2 separate regions of the Salmo salar genome follow, and region 1 is linked to region 2. The links are chromatin contacts, called in public Hi-C maps. All regions are on one chromosome and are shown on one strand. The core of a region is the stretch at or near the end of the contact, and the rest is flanking DNA. Distances in the headings are between cores, read along the strand shown.

The links. A called contact is a pair of places that touch in the nucleus more often than the background predicts.
Region 1: a contact with region 2 is called in a Hi-C map of muscle, with 5 times the contacts expected there. The contact joins the enhancer-like site here to the promoter of LOC106589379 in region 2. A contact is called at or near these places in 2 of 3 Hi-C or Micro-C datasets (gill and muscle).

What each region holds. Positions count from the first base shown.
Region 1 is chrssa28:6,709,184-6,716,374 of Ssal_v3.1, forward strand. It overlaps a transcript of hecd2 not described here. Among protein-coding and RNA genes, the nearest start is that of hecd2, 32 kb to the right of the region's middle. Within about 2 kb of position 4,763, at least 3 of the 13 cell types and tissues checked have an H3K27ac peak or open chromatin away from gene starts, as enhancers often do. A contact at or near this core is called in muscle, where this site is marked.
Region 2 is chrssa28:6,649,654-6,656,901 of Ssal_v3.1, forward strand. LOC106589379 (protein phosphatase 1 regulatory subunit 3C-B) reads left to right here and starts at 2,703. Exons shown (of 2, transcript XM_014179269.2): 1 at 2,703-3,039; 2 at 3,911-6,514. The coding sequence starts at 3,026. The coding sequence ends at 4,859.

The DNA.
Region 1 (7,191 bases), core at 3,513-6,012, 62 kb after region 2:
AACTGAGTTTTGTAACACTTGTATTCATTACTGCATCCTAGCGTAAATTTGAGTTTGTTTCAATCCTACCCACATAACCACAGCTGGCAGCACACAAGTAATCACCAATTCGGACTACAGCTGCACGCAACCCGATTGTAATGCTTGTGGTAAATTTGGGTTGACTTTGGATATCCCGGTAGGGCTGGTTTGCGACTATCTGTAAAATTACACAATTAACATTGGACAATACGTAAAAATTCCAATAGCTCCAAATTTCAATGACTTAAAAACCTCAAACCAATTATACATTGTAGAAATTCAAATACAAATATTGAAAGCATTTCATGAGAAAACTAAAAGGTGTGCAACATGAAAATATTGTCTCATTTACATTGTGTTGACGGACCCTAACTAGCCCCAGAGCTAGGTTATCCAAAGTCAAACCGACTTTGCCACAGTCACACACCAGCCGGCTGAAGCTAATCGCTAGCATTTCTTAATGAACCCAAAAAAATCAGGAAGTGGAGTTGCCCATTAAAACTAACCTACTGCATGACACAAGACAATTAGTTACGATCATGGTAGTCTGAATCATGAATCCCTGTTCATTGCACTAGTGCTGCACAAAATGTGCACTTAAACAGAACCATCAATGACTATGGTACAGTGTCATAGTAAGGGAATGGGGTGCATGATCAGCGTGCCATATGTATGGATCATTGTGTCACACACTGCCTAAACTGTATTTATCAGATACAGTATCCAATCTGTTGCTAACTTGATACATTTGGCCTCATTTTGCAAACCCTATTTGACATAGTTGCATATTTTCTCTGTATCACTCGGTCCTTGACCACATTCACTCCCATGCACTCTTCATATCTGTGACTCCACCTTATCAAAACACACCCAGACGTCTGTGTCAGGCAGTGCACGGTCTACACAACCACCTCACAGCATCAGAGTTTCACCGTGTCCACGGAGTGCAAACAGAAATACAACCCATTGACTAGTTAAAGCAAGACAAGCCAATGGCAAGTTCCAGCTGGGATATAGAGTTACTGAAGAATCTGGGACGGTTCAAACCTTGTCTGCCACACCCCCTCTTCCCTCACCCCACCAGGCAGCTGGTGAGTTATAACTGTCAAAGCAGAGTTGCATAACCAATGAGAGCGTAGACAACTGTTGCGCAACTGTCACAATGAGCTGGTTTGAAAGACGATTGCTTTTGCTGGCGTGGGGCTATGTGGGGGGGCTATAGCTGACTTTTCCTACATGTACATTACATGCTTCTATCCCACTGTCACACTATCATTGACCAGCATGAACATACATGTATAGTACGAGCCTGCTTATAGGCGCATGCACTGCCTTGGAAAGCAAAGAGGGAAAATCTCCTGATTTGCAAGAACTGAGTGGACTAATACAAATGTAGGATATTAATTTGACCCAGTTTGCTGCAGCAGGGAAATAATCCAGTAGCAACAGGAAATGTGAATTATTATACGGATTATAATTTATGGATATTTTTGTAGGGGTTGATCCTGTTGAAAATGATATTGCTGGTACATGCATACTACATTTCTATTTTTGTGTTTCTTTTCTATCTACAGTATCCAAAAAGGATGAATCAGCATGCTACATTTGCTGCAAAGGGAAAAGCAGTTAGGCTAATTAATGTTTGACTGTGGTTTGTGGTGGGGTCGGTTAGGTTGTGGCGTACAGTAAATACCAACTCTGGCATTCACTGACACGTACACCAAACAGATAATTGAACAGTCAAATATTTGTTTTTGCTGGTACAGCAGAATCCTTGCCCAGACAGATCCCTGAGCTCACTGCTGTCAGCTTATCTGACAGTTCACTACACACAGTTAATTGCAGTACCCCAGTCTATTTCAATCTTGTCAACTTTAATTGATTGATTACTTGGTGTTGTCCAGGGGTTCTCAAATACTATTGGAAAGGGTCAGTTCACACACATTTCCTAGGCGGCAAAGGTCCAGATGTACATTGCCATTTATCAGTGTATTAATAAACCCCTACCCCAACTCAGGCACTGTCCACGACAAACACACACCTCTTGTTGGTGGAGAGAAATGTTGCAGTTTTAAAGCAAATTTTCTGCAATTCTACACATTTTACCATAGGGTGGAAAGAAAATGTTTGTTTTAAAACTTATTTCCTGCAATTCTTAACATTTTTGCATGTCTTAATTGTGCATATGTCACCTTCGTTCCATATTGACGCTGTTCTGGGTCCAGATATGGACCATGGTTTGCCTATTAAGGATGGTTGAGGTAGTACAGGTAACTGCCAAAATAATGGAAACACTTCAGTAAATGAGTGAAACAAAAGCAGTGCAGTTTGGTTGGGTCGTGTTTCGGAGGACGCATGGCTCTCGACCATCGCCTCTCCCGAGTCCGTACGGGATTTTCAGCGATGAGACAAGAGTGTAACTACTAATTGGATACCACAAAATTGGGGAGAAAAAGGGGTAAAAAAACCCATATAAACCAGGCAAAAAAAGAGACGTCCTCTCATTTATTTTCAGCAAACTTAACATTTGTAAATATTTGTATGAACATAACAAGATTCAACAACTGAGGCATAAACTGAACAAGTTCCACAGACATGTGACTAACAGAAATTGAATAATGTGTCCCTGAACAAAGCGGGGGTTAAAATCAAAAATAACAGTCAGTAACTGGTGTGGCCACCAGCTGCATTAAGTACTGCAGTGCATCTCCTCCTCATGGACTGCACCAGATTTGCCAGTTCTTGCTGTGAGATTTTACCCCACTCTTCCACCAAGGCACATGCAAAGTTTCCGGACATTTATGGGGGAAATGGCCCTAGTCCTCACCCTACGATCCAACAGGTCCCAGACGTGCTCAATGAGATTGAGATCCGGGCTCTTCGCTGGCCATGGCAGAACACTGACATTCTTGTCTTGCAGGAAATCACACACAGAATGAGCAGTATGGCTGGTGGCATTGTCATGCTGGAGGGTCATGACAAGATGAGCCTGCAGGAAGGGTACGGCATGAGGGAAGATGTCTTCCCTGTAACGCACAGCATTGAGATTGCCTGCAATGACAACAAGCTCAGTCCGATGATGCTGTGACACACCGCCCCAGACCATGACGGACCCTCCACCTCCAAATCGATCCCGCTCCAGAGTACAGGCCTCGGTGTAACGCTCATTCCTTCGACGATAAACACGAATCCGACCACGAATCACCCCTGGTGAGACAAAACCGCGACTCGTCAGTGAAGAGCACTTTTTGCCAGTCTAGCGATGGTGGGTTTGTGCCCACAGATCGACGTTGTTGCTGGTGATTTCTGGTGAGGACCTGCCTTACAACAGGCCTACAAGCCCTCAGTCCAACTTCTCTCAGCCTATTGCGGACTGCCTGAGCACTGATGGAGGGATTGTGCCTTCCTGGTGTAACTCGGGCAGTTGTTGTTGCCATCCTATACCTGTCCCGCAGGTGTGATGTTCGGACGTACCGATCCTGTTGTTGTTACACGTGGTCTGCCACTGCGAGGACGATCAGCTGTCCGTCATGTCTCCCTATAGCGCTGTCTTGGGCGTCTCACAGTACGGACATTGCAATTTATTTCCCTGGCCACATCTGCAGTCCTCATGCCTCCTTGCAGCATGCCTAAGGCACGTTCAAGCAGATGAGCAGGGACCCTCGGCATTTTTATTTAGGTGTTTTTCAGAGTCAGTAGAAAGGCCTCTTTAGCGTCCTAAGTTTTCATAACTGTGACCTTAATTGCCTACTGTCTGTAAACTGTTAGTGTCTTAACGACCGTTCCAAGGGTGCATGTTCATTAATTGTTTATGGTTCATTGAACAAGCAGCATGGGAAACAGTGTTTTAACCCTTTACAATGAAGATCTGTGAAGTTATTTGGATTTTTACGAATTATTTTTGAAAGACAGGGTCCTGAAAAAGGGATGTTTATTTTTTTGCTGAGCCATATGCCATGGCCGATGTAAGCCATATGTCATGCCCGTCTCAGTCACCAGATCTCATCCCAATTGAACACTTATGGAAGATTCTGGAGGGGCACCTGAGACAGCGTTTTCCACCACCATCAACAAAAAACCAAATGATGGAATTTCTCATGGAAGAATGGTGTCTCATCCTTCCAATAGAGTTCCAAACCCTTGTAGAATTACATTTTACATTTTTACATTTTAGTCATTTAGCAGACGCTCTTATCCAGAGCGACTTACAGTAGTGAATGCATACATTTCATACATTTATTATTATTTTATTTTTTTTGTACTAATCTATTCCAAGGTGCAGTGAAGCTTTTCTGGCTCGTGGTGGCCCAATGCCCTATTAAGACACCTTATGGTGGTGTTTCCTTTATTTTGGCAGTTACCTGTATTTCACTCCTTGTTAGTTACACAGTACGCTGATAGGTTTCTGTCAGCAGATCAGTGAGGATACTCACAGGGCTCACAGAGCCTAGCAACAGTTAAATAACTATTGGGAAACCAACTGACAACGACCAGAGTGATCCAGATCCTCTCATGTTAAACCATGCAAATCTAACCCTAAAGCTGGGCTGGTTCTGCATGAATACAGCAGATTTGTGGTCTGTCTGATTGATATTCATGGTGGACGTCAACCCTGCCACTGTGGTTCCCTACGTACTCTTTAAATAGGCCACTCATACGAGCCTCCCCCTTTTGGCCCAATGAGCCCTGGTCACTAAGTGGAGACAGAGCACACACACACACACAAACACCCCCGTTAGGAGGCCTGTGCCAAGAGAGGGGGTGGGGAGCCTCTGTGAACAGGCAGCGAGGAACAGTAGACTCACTCACACACATGCACGCACTCACAGTTGAGCTTCCAATCCTGCACTCCTCGTTGCCTCTCCGGGCCTCATGATCACGATGCTGCCTAATCAGAAAGCGTTCTATAGGAGTTGACTAAACTATTGACTTCTGACACTTCAAACAGGACCAGCTGGCACTGAAATGATGTCCTCTGAATTCTCTGTGATAGTGATATACTTTATCCAAAAACCTATAATGACAGTTGGAATTCATAACGTTTTTCTACAGTTGGTCACACCAATTAGAATTAATTTATTCCCTTTGATAGTAAAAGTCTTGATATTCTTACCAACAAAGCGTCGGAGGCACACACACTGTGGAAGCCATAGAAGAAGGCAGCAAACTGCCTGTAAATGGACTTATTCAGCAGGAAATCTACGTACAGCTGGACATACTCTGCAAAGACAAGAATAATCAAACAATCATTCAACTATGAGAGAACAAACAAATGCCACATAGTCTGAAAGGCACTGTTAGATATCACATGCTACTGCAGGACAGTTGTCTTTCCTCTGGTGTTTGGCAGTCTGTCTACTCCTCACTTACCCTTCCTGTTCTGGTTGGTAACAGGAATCTTATCTCCTCCTGGTTTCAGATTGTAGGACTTGATCACACCTAGTTCTTCCTGCGACACCTAAAATGATCATCACATTAGTGGAGTGCTTCCCTTGTGCTGTAACAGTATTGATTATTGTGAAGTCAAAGACATTATGTTTCACAGGTGTTATTGTGAACAAGAATGAATGTGTTTTCCCAACCTGAAAGGTTGTGCAGAAGTCCTCCTCCACGTTGCCTTCATAGCTGAGAAGTTCTGCCAGCCCATGAGCAAGATCCTGAAACACAAGACTAAATCTATAAGCAATGCTTTTTATATACAGCACCAGTCAAAAGTTTGGACAAACCTACTCATTCCAGGGTTTTCTTTATTTTTACTATTTTCTACATTGTAGAATAATATTGAAGACATCAAAACTATGAAATAACACATATGGAATCATGTAGTAACCAAAAAAAGTATTGTTAAAAGTTAATTTGTGGATTTTTTTGGAGCCAATCAGTTGTGTTGTGACAAGGTAGGGTTGGTATACAGAAGATAGCCCTATTTGGTAAAAGACCAAGTCCATATTATGGCAAGAACAGCTCAAATAAGCAAAGAGAAATGACAGTCCATCTACTTTAAGACATGAAGGTCAGTCAATCCGGAACATTTCAAGAGCTTTGAACGTTTCTTCAAGTGCAGTCGCAAAAACCATCAAGTGCTATGATGAAACTGGCTCGCATGAGGTACACCACAGGAAAGGAAGACCCAGAGTTATCTCTGCTGCAGAGGATAAGTTCATTAGTTATCAGCCTCAGAAATTGCAGCCCAAATAAATGCTTCACAGAGTTCACGTAACAGACACATCTCAACATCAACTGTTCAAAGGGGACTGCGTGAATCAGGTCTTCATGGTCGAATTGTTGCAAATAAACCACTACTAAAGGACTGCAATAAAAAGAAGAGACTTGCTTGGGCCAAGAAACACAAGCAATAGACATTAGGTCGGTAGAAATCTGAGACCAAATGAGACGCAGAGTAGGTGTTTCCCACTCTGAGGAATGGAATAGGAGGTGTTATGGTGTGGGGGTGCTTTGCTGGTGACACTGTCTGTGATTTATTTAGAATACAAGGCACACTTAACCAACATGACTACCACAGCATTCTGCAGCAATACGCCATCCCATCTGGTTTGTGCTTAGTGGGACTATAATTTGTTTTTCAACAGGACAATTACACAATACACCTCCAGGCTGTGTAAGGGCTATTTGACCAAGAAGGACAGTGATGGAGTGCTGCATCAGATGACCTGGCCCCCACAATCACCCGACCTCAATCCAATTGAGATCGTTTGGAATGAGTTTGACCGCAGAGTGAAGGAAAAGCAGCCAACAAGATGTCAGCATATGTGGGAACTCCTTCAAGACTGTTGGAAAAGCATTCCAGATGAAGCTGGTTGAAAAAATGCCATGAGTGTGCAAAGCTGTCTTCAAGGCAACGGGTGGCTATTTTGAAGAATCTAAAATCTATTTTGATTTGTTTAACACTTCTTTGGTTACTACATGATTCCATATGTGTTATTTCATAGTTTTGATGTCGTCACTATTATTCTACAATGTAAAAAATAGTACAAATAAAGAAAAACCCTTGAATGAGTAGGTTTGTCCAAACTTTTGACTGGTACTGTAGATTGCAACCAGTCTTTATGAAGTATATGTCTCCTTTAAATCTGTGAAGGACTAATAGAAAAAAACCTAAGAGGAAAACAAATTGCCATTTGAAAGTTGCCACGGTGGGAACGTCTGCCC
Region 2 (7,248 bases), core at 1,453-3,952:
TTGTAAATTCACTGAGATGGAAATGTATTGTAATGTTGTCTATTTATAGTCTGTATGTAATATCAAGACTCTGGACTGTTCATATTGACTATACAACTAGAAATATACCATATCACCAACATTTTCCAAAATGGATATATATACTGTACCAGTCAAAAGTTTGGACACACCTACTCATTCAAGGGTTTTTCTTTATTTTTACTATTTTCTACATTGTAGAATAAAACTATGAAATGTCATATGGAATCATGTAGTAAACAAAAACACAAAGATTGTGCAAAGCTGTCATCAAGGCAAAAAGGGTGGATACTTGGAAGAATCTCAAATCTCCAATGTATTTTGTTTTTTTTTAACAGTTGTTTAGTTACTACATGATTCCATATGTATTACAATGTAGAAAATAGTAAAAATAAAGAAAAACCCTGGAATGAGTAGGTGTCCAAACCTTTGACTGGTACTGTAGTTCTTCGGTTGAAGGGTTCCATTTTCAACACAAAAAAATCGAATGAAATTGATGATATGAAGTTACTTCTAGTTCCAATGACCTATGTAACTACAGTCTGGTGAGGACAAGGCAAAAGCATCTGAACCTGCGTGCTAAAAATACTTCTCAGTAGCTGCCGGGCCCCTGTTTCTGGCCCTCTATTCATATCAGCACCCCCTATAGGCTGTTAGGAGAGTACTTCAATGTGGGAAGATCTGAATGTGGGAATGACTCCATGTTCTATGATGTCATTTCATATGGTAGTGTGAATCATCAGTTTATTGGTTGATACTGTATATGAACCAAATAAGCCACATTCAAAAAGATACCAACAAATAGCTCAGTAGACTATACTTATCAAAAGTTGTGGTACATGTTTACAAAGGACCAATCATCATTTTGTTGGCCCAATACAGTATGGATTACATCATGATATTTTTAAAGGGACGAGTATGCATTTTGGCTGCATTTCAAAAATATGTCCCTACTCCCTAAGAATCATTTATGTCATTTCAAGTCTGAAACAATGTATTTTTCTACTCAGTTGGGTTGTTAGACAGACTGCCAGATTAAACACTGTAGAGTGAATCCTTCAGGTAGGCCTACCATCTGACTTTACCGATCCAGAATTCATAACAATTCATTGTTGTGATATGGGTACTCTACCACTTGCAGGGATATCAGCCAGGAAAGCATTTTGACCTGAATAAAGTTTGAACTACGCATCTTGGTCAATCATTCAAACCACATCCAAATGCTAGAGGAAATATCCAACACAAGAATAGAAAAGATTTTGTTACAAATAGAAATAATAATAGCATAACTATAACAGAAGTTTGCAGTGTTTTCTTGGGCCAGTGCCTCAAGTATAAGGAACTATAAAGATTTGGATCTGAAGGCGTTCCCACACAGTATTGTTTTGCCTCAGGAAAAGTATTAATAATGCTGACTCATTTCAAATTCCAATGACAGTATGGTGGAAGAAAACGCAGGTGAGGTGTGCACTTTTAAAGGATATTGAACCATGTGAAACTAAGCCTCAATGGGTCCTGATAAAAAGAAAGCAACAGGCACACTATTATGGCTATTTTAGGCTGCTGCTGCAATTTCATCCTTACTTAGATACTATATTTAGAGATTCACTTACACTATCTCTGTGTGTCACTAGTATGTCTTTCAGTTGCTCAGGAAGTTACTGTATAACAGTGAGCATGCATTCTGCAGATATGCAGACCGTCATTAAACTTAACTTCCTGTTATGCAAAAACCAACGAATTTGCAAGAACTCCTGACTGTGACCGCTAGACCTACAGTACACTACACTGAACCAGGGAAGCGCAGTACTTGGCTTCAAGCCAAATGGTTGCTATGCGGAAATAGGTTGCAATCAGAAACGTTTTTAGACAGACTACTGTGTGAGAAACCTTTTTTGCCTTTACCAAGTTTTTATAAGCCATATCTAGATTGGATTGTTTTAGTATTTGCTTTTACATTCGGGGATATTACACATCATATTGTGAAAGTAGATCATCCATTTACACAGTTGTAACTCAAGTCAGTTATGGAACGGAAATTCTTTAAATATTCCTACTGCAATGATGTAAGAGTCATGTATAGCACCTTATCTCCCCGTAGAGACTAGAAGAATCTCAGTCACGTCCAAGCTAAGAAGAGCTACAGTAATCTGCACTGCTCTAAAGCCAGCAGAGACAAATATAAACAGTTTCCCCAGGACGCTTCAGTGCAGAAGTTGTCCTCGCTAGCATGGCACCTAGCAGATGATCATACCCCTATGATGAACTGATACTCTGCTCAGACAAGTTCAAATAGATTTGCTGTGTCAGGGTGGAGGTATTTCAAAGCCTACAGCTGCCTGAGATCTCAAAGAAATGTCTCCCAGCCCAGGCTCCCACTTTGGCATGGTTATATTTAGATTATGATCCCCTAATTTTCCAACTAGAGTTAGTTAGACCTGGAATTTCACAAATAGTCTAATGGAATGGTCCGAAATGCCTCAGGTCTATCTTCAAAATATGAGATATGGTATTATAGATGTCTATAATGTATAGACTACAAACTATGTGTTATTGACATGCACATATTTAGTTGCTAAACATAAAAACAACCAGTAGAGGTCTATTATGACTAAAAATCGAAATATTCTCCATTCCCCATCCTGCAACGTAACCTGAACCGACTAGACATTTCAGCACCTCGGGTAGGACGGTAGACGCGCAACGCTGAGCTGGTCGCTGATTGCTCGAGCGCTCGGCGTTTGGCTTTTCCATTGGCTATCATCCGGGGTTAATTTGAAGCAGTATGCGAGTCGTCCGGATGTACAGATGGAGACTGGAGAGCGCTTAAGCCATTGTCAGTACAGCTGGACTGCAGAGGTGAAGTGGGCGTGCCACGCAGCGTTCGGGATCCTCAACCTTCATTGGAATGGAAAAATAAAAAAATAACACAATTCTGTTCTTATGAAGTTAAGTCCGTTTATTCATCAGCAACATTTAATGTTTCGGGCTGTTTCAACGCTTTCCAATGAATTGCACAAGGTAAGCTCACAGTGCGTCAGATATGAAGCGCTTCGATAGAACGAACTACTGTCATTGGATGGGGCATGAATTTTGAACTGCGCAATTCATAAAAACGAAAAGTTTCTTAAATATAATCGTTTTTCAATCCCAGGTGAGATTACATCTGTAGATGAAATAGAATAGATTGACTCACTAACCAGTTTTCTTTTGCCTGTGATACTTTTTATTACATTTTCATTGACCGGCCAGTATTGTTGCATACCACTAGATAAAAGGTCACCTATTTATACCCAAGCCTACTACCCCCATCATCTACATGAAAACTATAAACCTATAGTCTATGTGGCACAGCCATTATCGTGTGAGCAAGGACTTGAAAGTTGGATAGCTGTTTATCTTCTGGACTTTAGTAAGCTATTGCTGAATATTTTCTGGAAAAGAATTAGGCCTATTTGAATTGTAAAAGTATGCAATATAGCTCCCTACATACGATTATTATAGCCTGCTATAAACTATTTTGAGTATTATTATCAATGTAGATGTTCAAACTGTTCCAGTAACAAATGTATTGAATACTTTTACACATCTGTGTTGGATTAATTTAGATGACAGGTCTCTTTCAATTAATGAACTACATCAATCCCCAAAAATAACGAAAGCATTTCTGCATACAATATTACTACGAAAGTGTGGTTTGAGTATGCCTAAAATATTGTTACCTCTTACACAGCATAGCCTGTGCACAGACTTCTGACATGAGTTACTTTCTTTCTATTACTTTCTTTGACCACGTCCTGCATGGGCTTGACTATTTTCAGTTTCACCTGAACATATAACAGTTTCACCTAGAACCTCGTTGTCCTCTTGGTACGGTCTTCTTTTTCAACAGGGTCCTACACATGTTGAACACCAGGCCGATGCCAGGTCCTATCATGCCAGTAGATGTAGCCATGAGGATCTGCCTGGCAAGCTCTCCGCCCCTCCGCAGCTTCTTCAGCACGTACGAGGACTGCCGATCGCGAAACCTGGCCAACTGCTACAAACCACTGAGGCCGTGCATCAGCTCCAAACAGGAGGTAGAGGCCTCCAGCCTGGGATGGAAGAGTCCCAAGGCCAACGGGAAGAAGCGGGTGGTCTTTGCCGATTCAAAAGGCATGTCACTAACGGCCATCCACGTGTTCAAGGAGTTTGAGGAGGACCCACTGTCTGACCTGCAATTTGACCTGTCTGACCTGGCCAATGACACCAACGGCCTGAAGGTCTCCATAGAGAAAAGTTTTACTCTGGACTTCCCTCAGCCTGCTGCAGATTACCTTGACTTCAGGAACCGGCTTAAGAAGAACCAAGTGTGTCTGGAGAACTGCACACTCCAGGAACGGTCACTCACTGGCACTGTGAAAGTCAGGAACGTAAGCTTTGAGAAATTGGTCTCCATCCGGATAACGTTTGACTCATGGAAAACACACACGGACATTGCATGTACGTACCTGAACAATGTGTACGGTTGTTTGGACACGGACACCTTCGCTTTCACCGTCGACCTGCCAAGTTCTGTGCCCTCACAGGAGCGTGTGGAGTTCTGCATATGCTTCACCACCCAGGATCAGACGTACTGGGACAACAACGACGAGAAGAACTACAAGTTGCTCCACAACGACACAGACGCTGACCAGACCAGCAACCCCATCATCCGGACCACCGCACCAGTTGAGTTCAAGAGAGACGGCAAGACGACGGAGATGGAGTTTGACCAGTTCGGGAGCCCGAGGACGTCCAGTGGATTCTTCCCTGAATGGCAGAGCCAGGGACGCATAGAGACCACGGCCCCATACTGGTGAAGCAACAACAGGGCCTTTATGAGAAATCCACAAGATGCACTCATAACATCAACTCCATTTGAGTGACAGCAGAACATTTAACTGTGTGTTCATATGAGAGTGCTGCCCCCCCCCCCTAACAATGAAGATATAACCACAATCTGAACCGTTAAGATGATTGGAGCGTCAACCGTTGCGGTCATTGTGGGGCCCTAGAATGGACATGTTTGTTTTTGTCACTGCAGTGGAAAGGTTCAGAATGTGCTGTCTCTTCATGTTTGTGGGTATATGTGAAGAAACAGAAATCTATAAACAACCATTTGATCCTGTAACCACCTGTTGTTGTCACCGAGTTAACCCCATAATCATTGTGTACCTGTACACAACATAAAGCATTGTGGTAAAATGCCATCATAGCCACACAAATATTATGATTTAAATTGTCTGGAATGAATTACAAATTGCAAAGGGCATTAGAGGCTCAGATATAATAGTGTACTCAATTGTTGCAGTGAACTAAAGCATTTTATAGCCTTGGAAATGTGTTCAATTATGATTTGTCGTAACATAGATGCCTTCCTTTGTAATGTTACTTTGATTGTCCGTTAAGCAGTTTGTAATACAATGGCATTACTTCACCACCTGTATACACAGTGAGTAAAGCTGATTTCAAAAGCAGAAAGACCACTCCAAATTTGGGAGCCTGCACTTTAATTCATATTTTTAGCATTTAGGTTTAGCATTTTGTACATGGAGAGTTGTTTTGGTGAGTTTATATCAACATAATTAGCTTTATTTGCCCTATAATAGCTGGACCTATTCCTTGGTGTTAGATGTACGGTAAACCACCAGAATATCAGTATAATGTAAGTAAGTCACCCGAATGTTGCCAGACATTGTTGCCAGAGCACCCGACTTTGCACTGACCGAAATATGGTATGCCTTTAAAATGTGAGAATGTGAAAGAATAAGAAGTTGAAAGTGGAATAATTTGGTACGACATAAAGTACTTCATATTGAAGTTGTCTAAAATGCCATGGTACCATTTGATTGAAGACTTTCAGGTGAAAAAACGAAAAGCAATACAGGTAAATATGCATGACGATACCCCAGCATATTATCAATTAGGTGTAGGCCTAAATGGAGCACCTTTCTTTTTTTACTTACCGTTTTTCCTACGTCCATTGTATTTGTGAAAATCCTTCACATGCAAACACATTTAATGTGTTTCTTCCTAACCTGCTCTTCTAATTGTTTGCTGCTACTGTACGAATGTGCTGTTCTATCTTCAATGTGTTTCATGGACCCATGCTATGTGAATTGTCTCCTATGGGAAAAAAAGGGGGATGAGAGTGGGGGCAGTGGGGATGTAATTTAAGGAATGTATGAGTAAGTAAGGGAAGTGCTTAAAAGGGAAATGAATGGAAAATAGGTCAGTGTTAGAGGGCTATGCTTGGGACTGAGGATCCAGAGTTTACCAGACAGCGGTGAACACTGTTACCTACTTTGTTTCTGAAATGGAAATAGGGCCGAATGTAAAGGGCTACGACACAAGCCGTGGTGTCTAACCGCCAGCATGTTTTTTTCTACAGCAAGGAAAGGTCTCTGTGTGTGTGAGAAATGGTTTACTGTTTTCTGTGTTCCTTTCAGAAATAAAAAATCTAATGTTTATAGGGTGAAAGACTCCTGACTTTTCAATCTGGATTTTGTGTATGAGATTATTATGTTGTCTAAGCAGTATTATCCAGCTGGGATCACCGTATGTGAAATACCATTGTCTAAAGCTCAAGTACAACATTCTTAATGACATTTTGTGACTAAACAGGGTGCACAAATTATAAAAGTGGTGTGACTCTTATTACAAAGTATATTTATACAGGGGTGACCCGTTCAAACAATCAAGCAATTGAGAGCAGACACAAACAGTCATCTGGTCATCTATGCACATTTGAACATCTTGGCTATGTTCTGTTATAATCTCCACCCGGCACAGCCAGAACCAGGCCACCCCTCATAGCCTGGTTCCTCTATAGGTTTCTTCCTAGGTTCCAGCCTTTCTAGGGAGTTTTTCCTAGCCGCCGTACATTGCTTGCTGTTTGGGGTTTTAGGCTGGGTTTCTGTACAGAACTTTGTACAGCTGATGTAAGAAGGCCTTTATAAATACATTTGATTGATTGATTGATTGATAGTAGGTCAGGGTCTGGTCGATTGTTGGTCCATATGTTTCCAGTGTCGCATGTGACGCACTTCTCTCAGAAAGAGCAGAGATCCTCACTTAAGAATGCTGAGGAGACAAATAGCCACGCAGGCAATGTTAACAGACGGCCGTAGAGCACTGGGCAGACAGAGAGCATGTCTCATTGGCCAAGATTGATGAGATGCCAGATGTATGAGCATAGACCAGACAGGT